Regions from separate parts of the Sus scrofa genome. Here region 1 is linked to region 2. Evidence: chromatin contacts called from public Hi-C data. All regions are on one chromosome and are shown on one strand. Each heading gives the region's core, a stretch centred on a gene start, on an enhancer-like site or on the middle of the called end of the contact. The rest is flanking DNA. Distances are from core to core; before and after follow the strand shown. Region 1 overlaps COL27A1 (collagen alpha-1(XXVII) chain). Region 2 holds the start of KIF12 (kinesin-like protein KIF12).

The links. Hi-C and Micro-C count contacts between places; a contact is called where the count stands out from the background.
Region 1: a contact with region 2 is called in a Hi-C map of liver, with 3 times the contacts expected there. The contact joins the enhancer-like site here to the promoter of KIF12 in region 2. A contact is called at or near these places in 3 of 5 promoter capture datasets (fetal liver, liver and skeletal muscle), 23 of 47 Hi-C or Micro-C datasets (adipose tissue, alveolar macrophages, brain and 13 more) and 1 of 2 datasets of contacts at active chromatin or transcription factors (skeletal muscle).

The regions. Positions count from the first base shown.
Region 1 is chr1:254,913,003-254,919,492 of Sscrofa11.1, reverse strand. It overlaps COL27A1 (collagen alpha-1(XXVII) chain), which reads right to left. Exons shown (of 61, transcript XM_021067868.1): 59 at 5,773-5,882. Among named protein-coding and RNA genes, the nearest start is that of ORM1, 23 kb to the left of the region's middle. Within about 2 kb of position 4,627, at least 1 of the 83 cell types and tissues checked has an H3K27ac peak or open chromatin away from gene starts, as enhancers often do. A contact at or near this core is called in liver, where this site is marked.
Region 2 is chr1:254,718,032-254,724,751 of Sscrofa11.1, reverse strand. KIF12 (kinesin-like protein KIF12) reads left to right here and starts at 4,193. Exons shown (of 19, transcript XM_021067853.1): 1 at 4,193-5,064; 2 at 5,356-5,421; 3 at 5,520-5,598; 4 at 5,729-5,856; 5 at 5,960-6,035; 6 at 6,663-6,720. The coding sequence starts at 5,530. It overlaps LOC106509240 (a long non-coding RNA gene), which reads left to right. Exons shown (of 4, transcript XR_002337367.1): 2 at 743-889; 3 at 1,044-1,241; 4 at 1,890-3,207.

The DNA.
Region 1 (6,490 bases), core at 3,378-5,877, 190 kb before region 2:
CCCCAGAGCAGCGTGATCAAGGACATCGCACTACCAGGCTGTGAGACCACTCATCGTAAAGGCCTTGGTTGACTATGAATGCGCGGAAGGGTCCTCCAGGCCTCCAAGGAGAGCTGAGGAAGGTGAATTGACCATACGGCTGTCACTGGCCAAGAAAAGGCTCTGGGCTAAAGGCTGAGGAAAAGCTTCTTGTAGGTGAAGAGTCCACCGGCAACCACTGAGTTGGTGGTTGTGCCCGGATGACGTCTTAACCCGGAAGGGTGAAGTAGCCTGGCAGCTGGAAACCGATGGACCACCAGAAGGAAAACACAAGAGATCCACGGTCTCTGTGCCAAAACCTCACTCATCACTGTTGCTCTTTGTCCCTTGACCCGTTGGGATATGGTGGGTCCCATCCCTGGTGTGATATTACTAAACAAATAAAATAAAATAATGGACAGACATACATGTCCTAAACATCTGGTGCCAGCACCCCTAAGAACCCTGAGGATGCGCCCAGCTCCTTGATACATGCAGAAGCATCCTGGGCAGGGCTCAGCGCTGGTAGAGCGACATGCTGAGGCTCCGGTGGTGTCACACTCCAGAGGCCTGAGGGCTTTCCCCAAAGCCCCTGGGCATATCACGCTAGTGGAGGCAGACCTTAATCCCAGAGAGGTCTCTTAGAACACCCTGGGAAGGAAAGGAGCCGGCTATGAAGTCAGTTCACAGTGATGCCATCCCAAACTGCCCGTAACCACACAGAAGATTAAGACGACGCGAGAAGGAGTTCCTGATGTGGCACGGTGGGTTAAGAATCTGACTGCAGCCGCTCTGGTTGCTGTGGAGGTGCCGGTTCAATCCTCGGCCTGGTGCAGTAGATTAAAGCATCCAGCATGGCTGCAGGTGCGGTGGAGGTCGCAGCTGCGGCTCGGATTCAATCCCTGGCCTGGGAACTTCGTGTGCCGTGGGTACGGCCGTTAAAAAAAAAAAAAAAAATAAAGAAGTATCAAGAAGTAGAAATAGAGATTGAAAATATATACCTTACCTGAAATTCAAATTTTTCTTAAAGATTTTATGCAGCCAGAAGGAGAGAGGGGAACTAATTGGCTCTTATGGGTTTTTGTTGTTGTCACTGTCACTGGCTGTCAATCATTGCTTCTCATGACTGCCAAAATGCAACAACTGGCTAATGTCACTATAGACCCTAAACTCCATAATTTTCTTAAAGATCCCTGGCCTTCTTGGCTTCCCCTGAACTAAGAAACACACCTCCTAAGGGGTCCCTGATGCCAAGGAAAAAGATGACGGGCTTATCCAGGCCTCTAGGATGAGGAAGATGAAGGGAAGGCCAAGTGCCCCAGATATCCCATCCCCCCCCCACACCCTACCCCCCACCTCCTTGGATGCTTATTGGTTGTATCCTTCCATCACAGCGATCGCTGCTAAGGCTGACAGTGAATGGAAAACATTAAGATGAGGCCCATCTCCTGCTGGGCAAAATCGGATGCTCCCCTGGGTTTACCATGTCCATGGCTCTCCTTATCCCCATGACCTTCCTCTTTCTTTTCAACTCCCAAGAGGCCCCTTTTGACCCAGAGAATTATTTTTACCACGCGCTCCCCTAATTGCAGTGCGGTGCTACGACATTTTACTGGAACTGCCAAAACCATGCAAAGGACGCTAAAAAACGCCTAGAAGAAAATTTACATTCTTTCTCTGTCCCTTGAAGATTAAATCTGGGAAATGGAAACACCCCAGGAGGTAACGAAAACGCTGCCCACAATTGCCTGAGGCTGAAGGGGAAGAAAAAAAAAAAAAAAAAAAAAGAGGTTGGAGCGGGGAGAGGACTTTTAAAGTATAAACGGCTTATAAAAGCTCTAAAAACTCTCCCTTGCTCACAGTTAGCTCACTGGCTCCTTAAGGTTACTTGATAAGAACAAATACAAATCTTTAATCTCTGCATATATTAGTAAAAAGCATTGCCACTGGAGCAGGTAACTTTAACTTGTTCTGCCTGATGGACACCATTTGGAGTCAAATGTTATTGATAAACTAGTGAATTCGATACTGTTGTACCTAGTTCATGGCTAAAATTTTGGAACAGAAGCCATAGGGTCTCTGGGTCTACCTAGGTGTTTGTCTGTGGATGTATATGTGATTTTTTTTTCTTTCTATCTCTGGATGGTACTGCCAAAATTAATTTATGGGGTTTTTTTTTTGCTTGTTTGTTTGTTTTTTTGTCTTTTTAGGGCCGTACCCGTGGCATATGGAGGTTCTCAGGGTAGGGGTCCAGTTGGATCTGTAGCTGCCGATTTACACCACAGCCACAGCAATGCCCGATCCAAGCTGCATCTGCGACCTACACCACAGCTCATGGCAACACTGGATCCTTAACCCACTGTGTGAGGCCGGGGATCAAACCTACATCCTTATGGATGTGAGTCAGATTCGTTTCTGCTGAGCCATGATGGAAACTCCCCAAATTAATTTGTAAGAGTTTTGTTTAAATGGGCTTAAAAATAAGCCTGTGTGAATTAAGTATTCCTGAAACTCAGAAAGATAGAAACGAATGCAAATGTTTTTCAAGTTCACGTGATCTGGGATAATCTTCAGTAAATGAAAGCTAGTCTAAGTTTGTTTCAGTTAAAATCGGTATGTCTTCAGAGCTATCAGCATTAAATATACTGCAGATAAACAACTTTTACCGGGCTTACTAGTCAAATAAATCCATGTTATCTTATTACAAAATTTGTCAGGAAGAAAATTAGTTTGGGATGATGGCTTTGTCTTCAGAGAAAGGATTTTACCTTGTGTGGGTCAAGTTGGCTAAAACTGGATTGTTATTATAAGGTTTCTTTTTTAATAAATTTTAATGTCAATAATGTACTTAGGTGATTTTCTTTCATCTGCTGAAAGGACAAAGTTTTCTGGGCATATTGGTCTGTTCCTGATAAGAGATCATAAAAGAAAAACTCTTTACCTTCTAAGTAATCTGGCTAGAAAGCAAAGATTTTGCGATTTTATCAAAATAATTTCCTGTGCTTCATGTTGTCTTAATCAGGTCTTTAGTTCCTTAAGAAAACTGGGTCTTCTCAATATCAAAAGAGCTAAGTTTTGCTCACAACAATTAACCTTCTAATTTGATTTTAAAATCTTACGTCACTTTGGTTAAGTACTCAATCAAGCATTTTTTAAATAATGACCTGTGATTCCATTTAGTGAAGTATTGAAAATCTTTGATATTTTTGACAAACTTCTCCAAATTGTTTTTTTTTTTTTTTTTGTCTTTTTAGGGCTATACCCTAAAAATAAATAAAAGTCCTGGCTTGGGAAATTGTCCTGCATCACTGCCTCCTGAAATGAGATGGGCCTTCAACTGAACGGACCTATTCCCAGGACCACGAGGCAGGTTTGATGAGCTATGGAACCATCTACCTATGTAGTAGGTTCAGATGACCTACTTTTAAAAAAATATTATTTATTTATTTTTGCTTTTTAGGGCCGCACCCGTGGCATATGGATGTTCACAGGCTAGGGGGTAGAATCAGAGCGACAGCTGTCAGCCTACACCCCAGCTCATGGCAACACCGGATTCCTGACCCACTGATCGAGGCTGGGTTGAACCCGCATCCTCATGGATGCTAGTCAGATTTGTTTCCGCTGTGCCACAATGGGCACTCCCAGATTTACCTACTTACACAAGATGCTTAAGATGTTAAAATATTTCACAATGTTACCCAAATCTTGGAACGGATTCTAGCGCCCCTGAGATCACTGACTTAGCTTCACTGTGGTAACCCTTCAAGTTTGGGACAATGGCTATGTACTGAACCTCAGGTTCTTGCTTCTATAATTATTCTAGGATTTCCTACTCTGACCCTATTCAGATGTGTAGTTTGCAGGTTTCGAGGTGCCCTCGCCCTGCCTTTTGGGACATCAGCTACCCACGTGGTTAATGTGCTTACCACTGACTGATGCTCACATCACAGGGCACCACAGGCTAGACTGTAGTGTAAGCCCTACAATTGGAGGTCCCTCTATTTTTTGTGATGCAAGTGCCTGACTTAAGCTTTGATTGCTGAGACATCCACTTCAAAGACAAACTATCTTAAATGAACCCATTGCCAGCCCCACCACTGGCACTGGAAGAGCCGGGCCACCTCCTAACACCGAGCCTCCTTTGTTTCAGAGATCTTGATTGATTTCAATAATTCACCATGTGGACCACTTGTTTATTCTCTTCCCATGCTTTAAATGTCCACCCTGATGTTTTAAATTCACCAATAAAGAGTGAGCCCGTGAAATCCTAGACCCCACCTCCAATAAAAGCAGAACCCCAGGCCCACACACTGTCCCTCTCTCTGCCAGAGACCTCACTGTGTGGCCCCAGGTGTGCTGGGTAATTTCCAGGTCCTGTAAGTAATAAACCTACATTTTTTCCCCCTAAGTTTCCTGATGGTTATTGCTGGAGGGCATCTGGCAGTCATAGCAAGAACCAGAGGGACTGGTTCAACCAAAACATTGGTTGTTGATAGGCTGAGACCCACACATAACAGTGGTTCATTTATTCCTAACAGGGGTGGTGACTTGGATGGGCAGTCGTGTGGCCAAAGCAGGTGCCAACTCTGGCCTCACCCCTCTGCCAGCCGGGTTTGCCCTATGGCCCCTGAGCCTTAGTATCAAAGGGCAAAGGGCCCGCTGGACTGTGAGCTCTGGCTAGGGGGGCACCAGAGAGGCTGCCTCGTCTCCTGTTGAATCCCAGCACCTGGCTCAGAGGCTGGCACATGGTGGGGACCCAACAAAGACTTGCTGACCAGCTGGTTCACCTACGGATGCTCAAACCCCAGTTCTCATATGGTTAGCACAAGGCACCTCTTGGCGCTTCCCCCGGGGGCTGATGGAATGGGATGCAAGGGGGCTCTGGGTCCCCAGCTCCCCTCCAGCCTGAGAGGCCCTCTTCACTGCAGCATGAATCATCCTGTATCAGGCACTTGCTGCAACTGAAAGCCCACAAGCCAATGAGGGGTTTCCTGGCAGAGGGAGGGGTTAGGCCCCAGTGCCACCGCTGTGGTTCGTTAAGTTGCCCTGAGCCACTCACCTTCTCAGCCCAGAGACCCACCCATGGTAAGTGGGCCCTGAACGTGAGTCACATATTTGCATACACAACCCTGGAGACCTGTCCCAGGTGGGCATTACACTGACTTATTTTGTGCTGATGGTTCATGGTTCTCTAAGCCAGGCCAGCTTGGCCAACTATGCTGTTTTATTTTTTATTTTTAAATTTTTTTTTAGGGTCGCACCTTTGGCATATGGAGGTTCCTGGGCTAGGGGTGGAATCAGAGCTGCAGCTGCCGGCCTACACCACAGCCACTACAACACCAGATCCAAGCCTCATCTGTGACCTACGCTGCAGCTTGTGGCGGCCACGATGGATCCTTAAGCCACTGAGCAAGGCCGGGGATCAAACCGGCATCCTCGTGGATACTAGTCAGTTTCTTAAAATGCTGAGCCACAACGGGAACTCTGCAACTATGCTGTTTGAGATATTAAGCAGAAAGCTCTATTTGAAGAAAGAACTATCACACAACCCCAAAAAGTTTGGAAACTGTGGATTTAGAACAATGGATCCCCAGCATATAAATGAGGAAGTGGGCTCAGAAAGATGACTCTCCCAAGGCCATGCAGCAAGATAGTCAAGGCTCAGTCCCAAACCTGGGTGGGCTGTGGTCCAGGGTGGGGGAAGGAGGCAGGTAGAGAGGGCCAGCCAGCGGGGCCTGGGGGGAAGATGGGTACCTTGGAGGCTGTGATGGGCTTGAGACACGTCTGTCCACCATGTGTGAAGTTGCAGGAGACTTCGATGGTGTCGGACGAGCAGCCAAGGTTTGGATCCACCCAGTAGGTACCTGCAGGCAGCGGGGGAGGGCGGTGTTTGTATGTGGGGAGGGGCGCACATGGTTCTGTAGGTGGACCCCACACCTTGTGGTCTGCTGAGCCCCAGTTGGACATGAAGTCGGGGAAGGGGAGTCGGAAAGGGATTCCGTGAGCCTCAGAGATGGAAGAAAACCCTCTGGGCAGAGCTCATTGATGGCAGAATCCTTGGAGGGGCCACTGGTGGAGCCCTCGCCCACCCCGCTATTGGAAAGTGCCCATTTTACAGAGAGGACAACTGAGGGTGAGAGAGGCTGAGCCACTTGCCCAAGGGATTTAGGGATCATTTAATTGCATGATTTTTCCCAACAAGGCTAGGGATCCTCCTAGAGCGTGGTGGGAGTCACGGCTTCTACCCCATCAACCAGGCAGCTGATTTGGTACCTGTTTCCCCTTTGGGTGGCCAAGGGAGCCAAAGGGCCTGCAGCTGAAAGACTAGGAAGCTGGCTACTGCTCCCTCTTCTGGTGCGGAGGAGGGAAGGGTGGTTGGCCCAGCACACAGAGCTGGTCAGAGGCAGGGCTAATGTTCGAACTCGGGTCTGTCTGCCTCCAGAATGGTGGTCCTTTCAGAGGCCCCCATCCC
Region 2 (6,720 bases), core at 2,944-5,443:
GGCCCTGCGCTGGTGATGGGATCCCCTACGCTCACCCAACTCCTTGTCTAGTGGGAAGCCTGGCATGGCTTCCAGTACCCACCATACATAGCACGGTATGTGTGGCCTCAGAAGAGAAGAGCCAGGAGGGGTAACAGTGGAGGCCTGAGGGTGCCAGGGGGTTTCTGTGACTCTTAAAGTCTAAAGTCATTACTCTTCACCATGAATGTAACTGCTGTTCTGCGTGCTGGCCCCTTCGGTTTTTCCATCTGTAAAATGGGCTAAGTGGCCAGAAGTACATTAATCCAATGACCCCTGAAGTTCTCTGCTTTGGAGAATTTTGTGAAATGAGTCCCGAGGCCCACATTGATGTTCTAATTAAAAATTACAGCAAGTTCTCTTTGGAAAATTTCACAACAGGCCTTGGGCCCATCTGGCTGTTCCTCCAATGGGGGGGGGGGCGGGCGGGCAGGGAGTACAAGGAAAACGATGACAGCTGAGTGTCACGTGATAGAGACTGTCGCCCTCAGTGATCTTCCTGCTCCTCTTTCTTCCACCTCAGCCCAATGCAAGGCTATATGGCAGGGTGAGCCCTGGGCTGGGCTCGGCCTCTTCCCCCAGGGCCTCAGTCTCGGCACCTCACAAATGGGATGAGCCCTTCCGAGCAATGTGTGTGTCAGGAGGAGCAGAGGACAGTGACCCCTGGGCTTACCAGGGCTGGCTGGCGCCTGTCTTGCATCCTCTGGGAATTCTAAATTTGCAGCACATGGCTGGGTCCGAGCAGCTGGCTTGGCCGGGGAGCTGGGAGAGTGTCACCCGGCTTCTGGGCACATTTGAGAGCAGTTTTGTGGCAGGAGCTGATGAGCTCCATGATAAATGGCTCCCTAAATGAATCCTTACTTCAGAAGCTGTGAGTTTGCGGTTTGCCTTGAAAGGAAGGGAGGGAGGGAGGGCGGGAGGCTGGTGGCAGGGAGGGAGGCGAGGATGCCTCCAGCAGCCCTCTCGCCAGCCTCCCTTCCTGCTTCCCAGCTCCTTCCCTTCTTTCCACCATTTGTTGACTGCAGGGCCGAGTGCCGGCTCAGCTTGGAGACCCCAGCAATGAAGTCGACAGTCCCGGCTCGGGGACAGGAAGAGCGCTCCCATGTGATCAGCACTGTAATAGAGGGACACAGACAAGGTTCCAACCTGACCTGCTCGGTAGGGGGCGCTGGGAAGGTGATCTAAGGATGCGAAGGCTTGCAGGACAAATCCACCGCGTAGAAGTGAGCGCTCCTGGAAGAGGGCACAGCAGGGGCAAAGGTTTTAAAAAATCAAGGGAAAGCCTGGGAAAGCTTAGGGCTGGAGCACAGGAGGCCAGGGTTGGGGGGCGGTGGGAGTGGAGAGGGACAGCCACAGGGCTCTGCAGGAGAGGGTGCTCAAATGGCCTTGAATCTGAATGGCGGTCTTGAGTCCCAGTGGGGGACCTCAGACTTTATTCGGAGGCCCCAGGGAGTCAGGGAGGGTTTTCTCAGGGGTGGTGTCTGGGGCTGAAGGGAGGAGAATAAATTGCTGGGGCTGGAACCAGGAGCAGGGTGTGTAGGGGAGGGTCCTTTGATTGCTCACAGCAAGGCTGCTTTATTCAGTCCCTCGTGAAGTACCTCTTGAGGGCCTGCTCTCCCCTCTTCCGGGCACCAGGCTGGCCAGCCCCTGCCCAGTGCACAAGCTCAGGAGAAAACATATAGAAAGAAGGTGCCCGTGCTGGACAAAGCCTCCTTTGTGATGAGCCCTGGGGCCATGGTGGCACGATGCTCTGCTGCCCTCTAGTGAGGCCTGGAGATGCGCCCCTGCAGGGTCCGGGCAGCTACTGAGATGCTGCTGAGATGCTCTGGGCTTCCCTATAGGTCTTCTCTCTATCCCTCCCTCATCCACAGGGGTCCCACGGCTCCCGAGGAAAAGGAGCAGCCTCTGGGTAGAGGACAGGCTCAAAACAGGGTAAAGAGGGGCAGGGGACATGGAGGCACCCAGTCCCATCTGCGGGAACAGGCAGCATCATGGCCCAGGAGGAGCTTGGAAGGGCCCAGGTACTGAATTTTCTAAGTGAATAAACACAGGCTACACACAATGGTAACAGTGACGATGATGGTGGACACAGTGGGTGCTGTGACTATACGATTACGGGCACTGCTGGTTATGTAGGTATCGGTGGTGATGGTGGGAGTTTTGGTGATGATGGTGATGGGGTTATGGTGATGGTGGCGGTAATGATGATGATGATGGAGGTTGTGGCTAATATGACTATAAAGCTGGGAAGAACATTCTCGTGTGCGTCTATAGGTGGGAGTGTGCATTCGTTTCTATTGGGCACAGACCCAGGAGTGGAATTGCCAGGGCACAGGACAGGCACACGTCTAGTGTTAGTAGATGGTGCCAAACAGCTTTCCAAAAAAAAAAAAAAAAAAAAGGTTGTATTTACATGTAATGTATGAGTTCCAGATGCTCCACATCCCCATAGATACTCAAGCAGTGTCCATTCGGTTTGCTAATGTAGCTCAGGTGCCTAGAAGCCTGGCATACCGAGGAGACAATAAAAATTGGCTGAATGAATGCTCAGTTTAAGGGAGGCGGATGTTCGCAGTCACCACGAGAGGATAGAACCAGACCTCTGCTCCTGCTTGTGCACATCCAGTGAGGGACACAGTCTGATCCCGGGGGTGCGGGGGAGCCTGGTGCAAAAGTCCCTACCGAACAGCTCCTCATACCCCAATGTGCATACGTCCTCTGTCTTGGCACGTTTCTCAAAATCCCTTCAGCAGGGCAATCTGTTCAAACCAACCCCCACTACGATGTGAGGGATCCATAGCCTTTAACTCTCTTCAGGGCATTTAAAGGAGCAGCGTGTTCACTTACTGGGTTTACAACTGAAAAACACACCCTGAAGCAGACAGCACAGGACTTAGGGTTCCTGGTTCTAGGTTGACTTGGTTTGGCCATTTACAGCTGCTTTCTCCTTAGACAGCCTCCCCTGCCTACCTCTATTTTTGTTTGCTTTTTTTTTTTTTTTTTTTTTTTAAATTTGAAAGACAGGAACGGTAATTCTTGTCCTATCCACCTCAAGGATTCAAAACACATAACAGATTAAGGAACTTCAGAGTTGAAAAGAATCTTAGAGATCACTTAGGGACTTTTATTTATTTTTAAAAAAATTTTTAGGGCCGAATCCATGGCATATGGCAGTTCCCAGGCTAGGGGTCAAATCAGAGCAGCAGCTGCAGTCCTACACCACAGCCACAACACGGGATCCAGGCCACATGTGCAATACACCCCGCTGCTTGTGGCAACGCTGGATCCTTAACCCACTGAGAGTGGCCAGGGATTGAATCTACATCCTCATGGATACTAGTCAGGTTCTTAACCTGCTGAGCCATGATGGGAACCCTATTTTTGCTTTTAAGTAATTCTTTACAATATACGAATCATGTTCAATTACACTGTTTCACTGAAATGACAGAACTATATAACACCAGGGCAGGATCATGCATCTCTTTTCATGGGAAGGAAACAGGCTAAGACTTGTGCAGGGCTCTGTAGTATGCTGCTGGCAGAGCCAGAGACAGGGCCTCTTTGCTCTACCTACCTCTCCCTACAGATTCATCTAGAAAGCCCTATCAAACCAAAATGTCAAGTGGCTCTTGCTTGCATGCCTCCAGTGTATGCGCATCGCACTGCCACCCATGATAAATCATTTGCTAGTTTGGTGGCTCTGATAGCTGGCTGTCATTTGTGGTGGTCTAGAGCGTATTACATCGGGGGGGGGGATGATTGTTAGCGCTTTCATCTTAATGTGTTTGAGGGAAGAGGACTTTATAGAAGTATTCAGAGAATATGCAGAAATAGTCAGGATGACAATAAAAAAATAACAATTACTACCTACTGATGGTGTCACTTCCCTATTGGTAACCCTTTGATGGCTTCCTGATTTTCTGAGGAATGAGTCCAGAATTCTGTTTGTTTTTTGTTTTTTGTTTTTTTGTCTTTTTGCTTTTTCAAGGGCTGCTCCCACGGCATATGGAGGTTTCCAGGTTAGGGGTCTAATTGGAGCTGTAGCTGCCGGCCTACGCCACAGCCACAGCAATGCAGGATCTGAGCTGCGTCTGCAACCTACACCACAGCTCATGGCAATGCCAGATCCTTAGCCCACTGAGCCAGGCCAGGGATTGAACCCGCAACCTCACGGTTCCTAGTTGGATTCGTTAACCACTGAGCCACGACGGGAACTCCTGAGTCCAGAATTCTTTATGTGCCTTTCATGAGCTGAGTCCAACCTCAAACTACCTCTCAAGGCCACACACATCTCCACACCTCTCCCCGGCCTTCCTGCAGGATGCTCCTTCTGCCTGGAACACACTCACGCACCACTCTCACCTCCTACAAGCCTCTGAATTCACACACCGCCCCCCAAGCCCATGCACACTAGGTTGTACTTACCTGTCTCCCTAGCAAGACTATGAGCTTGAAAGGGTCAGAATCTGCATGTGATTCTCCTCCCTGGGGCCCTGCATGGGGACTGGCATTGAACCGGTGACTGCCCTGCCCCAGCAAATGCACAGACATCACTGCTGCTCTCATCAGCCAGAGCAGGGGAGGGTTAAACAACCACCCTGGCCTTGGTTCAGCTGCGGCATTGGTGAGGCAGGTGGCCCAGGGTTTAACCAGATGCTGCAGAGCCTGTTGGCAGCTCAGCTCATGAATTCAACCCAGCCACATCTTCCTGGAGCTGAGACCTGGGCCCCTCCCACCGTTCTAGACCCCTGTGCCCTCCCTGGGCTCTGAGTTGGAAGAAGCTGGAACAGCTGGGGAGGATTAGGTTGGGGAGGAAGATTGCAAAACTGGAGGAGGAGCATGTGGTCAGAGTGGGAAGAGCCTGGTCCACGTTCTGCCCAGACTTGCCCTGTGGCCTTGGCTGAGTCCTTCCCATCCCAGCCTCAGTATCCCCATCTGTGCAGAGGCTAGTCTAGGTGGTCCCTCCGGAAGGGACTGGCGAAGGACAAAGTGATCCTCGGCCCCAGAACCTCCTAGCTACAGACTCTCTCCACCACAGAGGTGGAGGTGTGTAAATCTTTAACTAGCTAGCCCTGGGCAGGCTCAAGCCTTTCCGGATGGATGGCTGCCTGGGACGTGGGGGATGAGGGTGGGGGATGTAAGGTGTGTAGAGCCAGTCCCAGTGTGGTGGAGAAGGGAGGGTATTGGGGAGGAGAAGGAAGGAGACTCGGGCGGAGCTAACTCTGTGTGCGAAGCAGGACATGGAGGAACGCGGATCCCCGGACGGGTAAGTACAGATTTAGGGAGGTTCGAGGAGCCGCTGGCGCAGGGATGGTTAACTCACAGTTGCTGCCATAGAGACCCCGCGCGGAACCTGGAGCAGGGGCCAGAGGGGCCTGAAACGCCTATCCAAGTGGTGCTAAGGTGGGTACAAGTTGGCGAGGAGGGGTCGGAGCGAGGAAGGGACTGATGGAGACTTCAGAGTGGACCATCCGTCCCCTCCGCGCCCCGTCGGACCACAGGGTGCGTCCCATGAGCGCGGCGGAGCTGCGTCGAGGGGAACAGAGCGCGCTGCACTGCTCAGGGACTCGGACTCTGCAGGTGAAGACCCCACCCGCTCCCCAAAAAACACCTACCCGGAAGACGTCAGGTCGCTGCCTCCCGGCAAATTTCCCCCAGGCTCCGCCCTCCCCAGAGTCCCCCGCTCCTTCTCCACCGCCCCCTTCCCCAGGTAAGTCCCCCAGGCGGGGGCCCCGACGTGGCGTTCCGCTTCGGCGCCGTGCTGGACGGGACGCGCACGCAAGAAGACGTGTTCCGGGCGAGCGGCGTGCGGCGCCTGGGCGAGCTGGCGCTGCGCGGGTGAGTGAGGCCCGGTGACGCCACGCCCCTCTCGCACGACCCCGCCCCAGGCCCCACCCCCTTGGGGCGCCGCCGGGTTAAGCCACACCCCTGCCGCCCCCAGCTTCTCCTGCACCGTCTTCACCTTCGGTCAGACCGGCTCCGGGAAGACCTACACCCTGACCGGACCTCCTCCCCAGGTGGGCCGAGCACACGCGGAGTCTCTGCAGTCCAGGGGTCGGTGGGCTGGAAGCCCTGGCGAGCCGCGGGCAGCGCAGACTCCCGGAGGAAAGGGGCTTCGACCATGCAGCCCAGCCCCGTTTATTTGCAGACAAAGAAACCAGGGGTTAGAGAGCTGAAGGGACTTGGTCAATATAGAACACCTGGGTTCAAATCGTGTCCCCTTTGCTTACTAGCTCTCAGTTTCTTCATCTGTAAAATGGAATTGATAGTACTGACTGAGAATTAATGAGATGTGTGGGAACTTGGCACAGTGTTTACAAAGGGTAATTATTCCTATTATTATTTTGTCTTTTTAGGGCCGCACCGGTGGCATATGGAGGTTCCCAGGCCAAGGGTCGACTCGGAGCTGTAGCCACCGGCCTACACCACAGCCACAGCAATGCCAGATCCTAGCCACGTCTGAGACAGCTCACGGCAAGGCTGGATCCTTAACCCACTGAGTGAGGCCAGGGCTCAAACCTGTGTCCTCATGGATGGTAGTCAGATTCATTACCACTGAGCCACGATGGGAACACCACAAAGGGTAATTATAATTGGTGGTGGTGATGGTAACCCAGCCCCAGGTCAGCTATTTCTGCCCTCAGGGGGAGGGGGTGCCGGTCCCCCCCAGCCTGGCTGGCATCATGCAGAGGACCTTCGCCT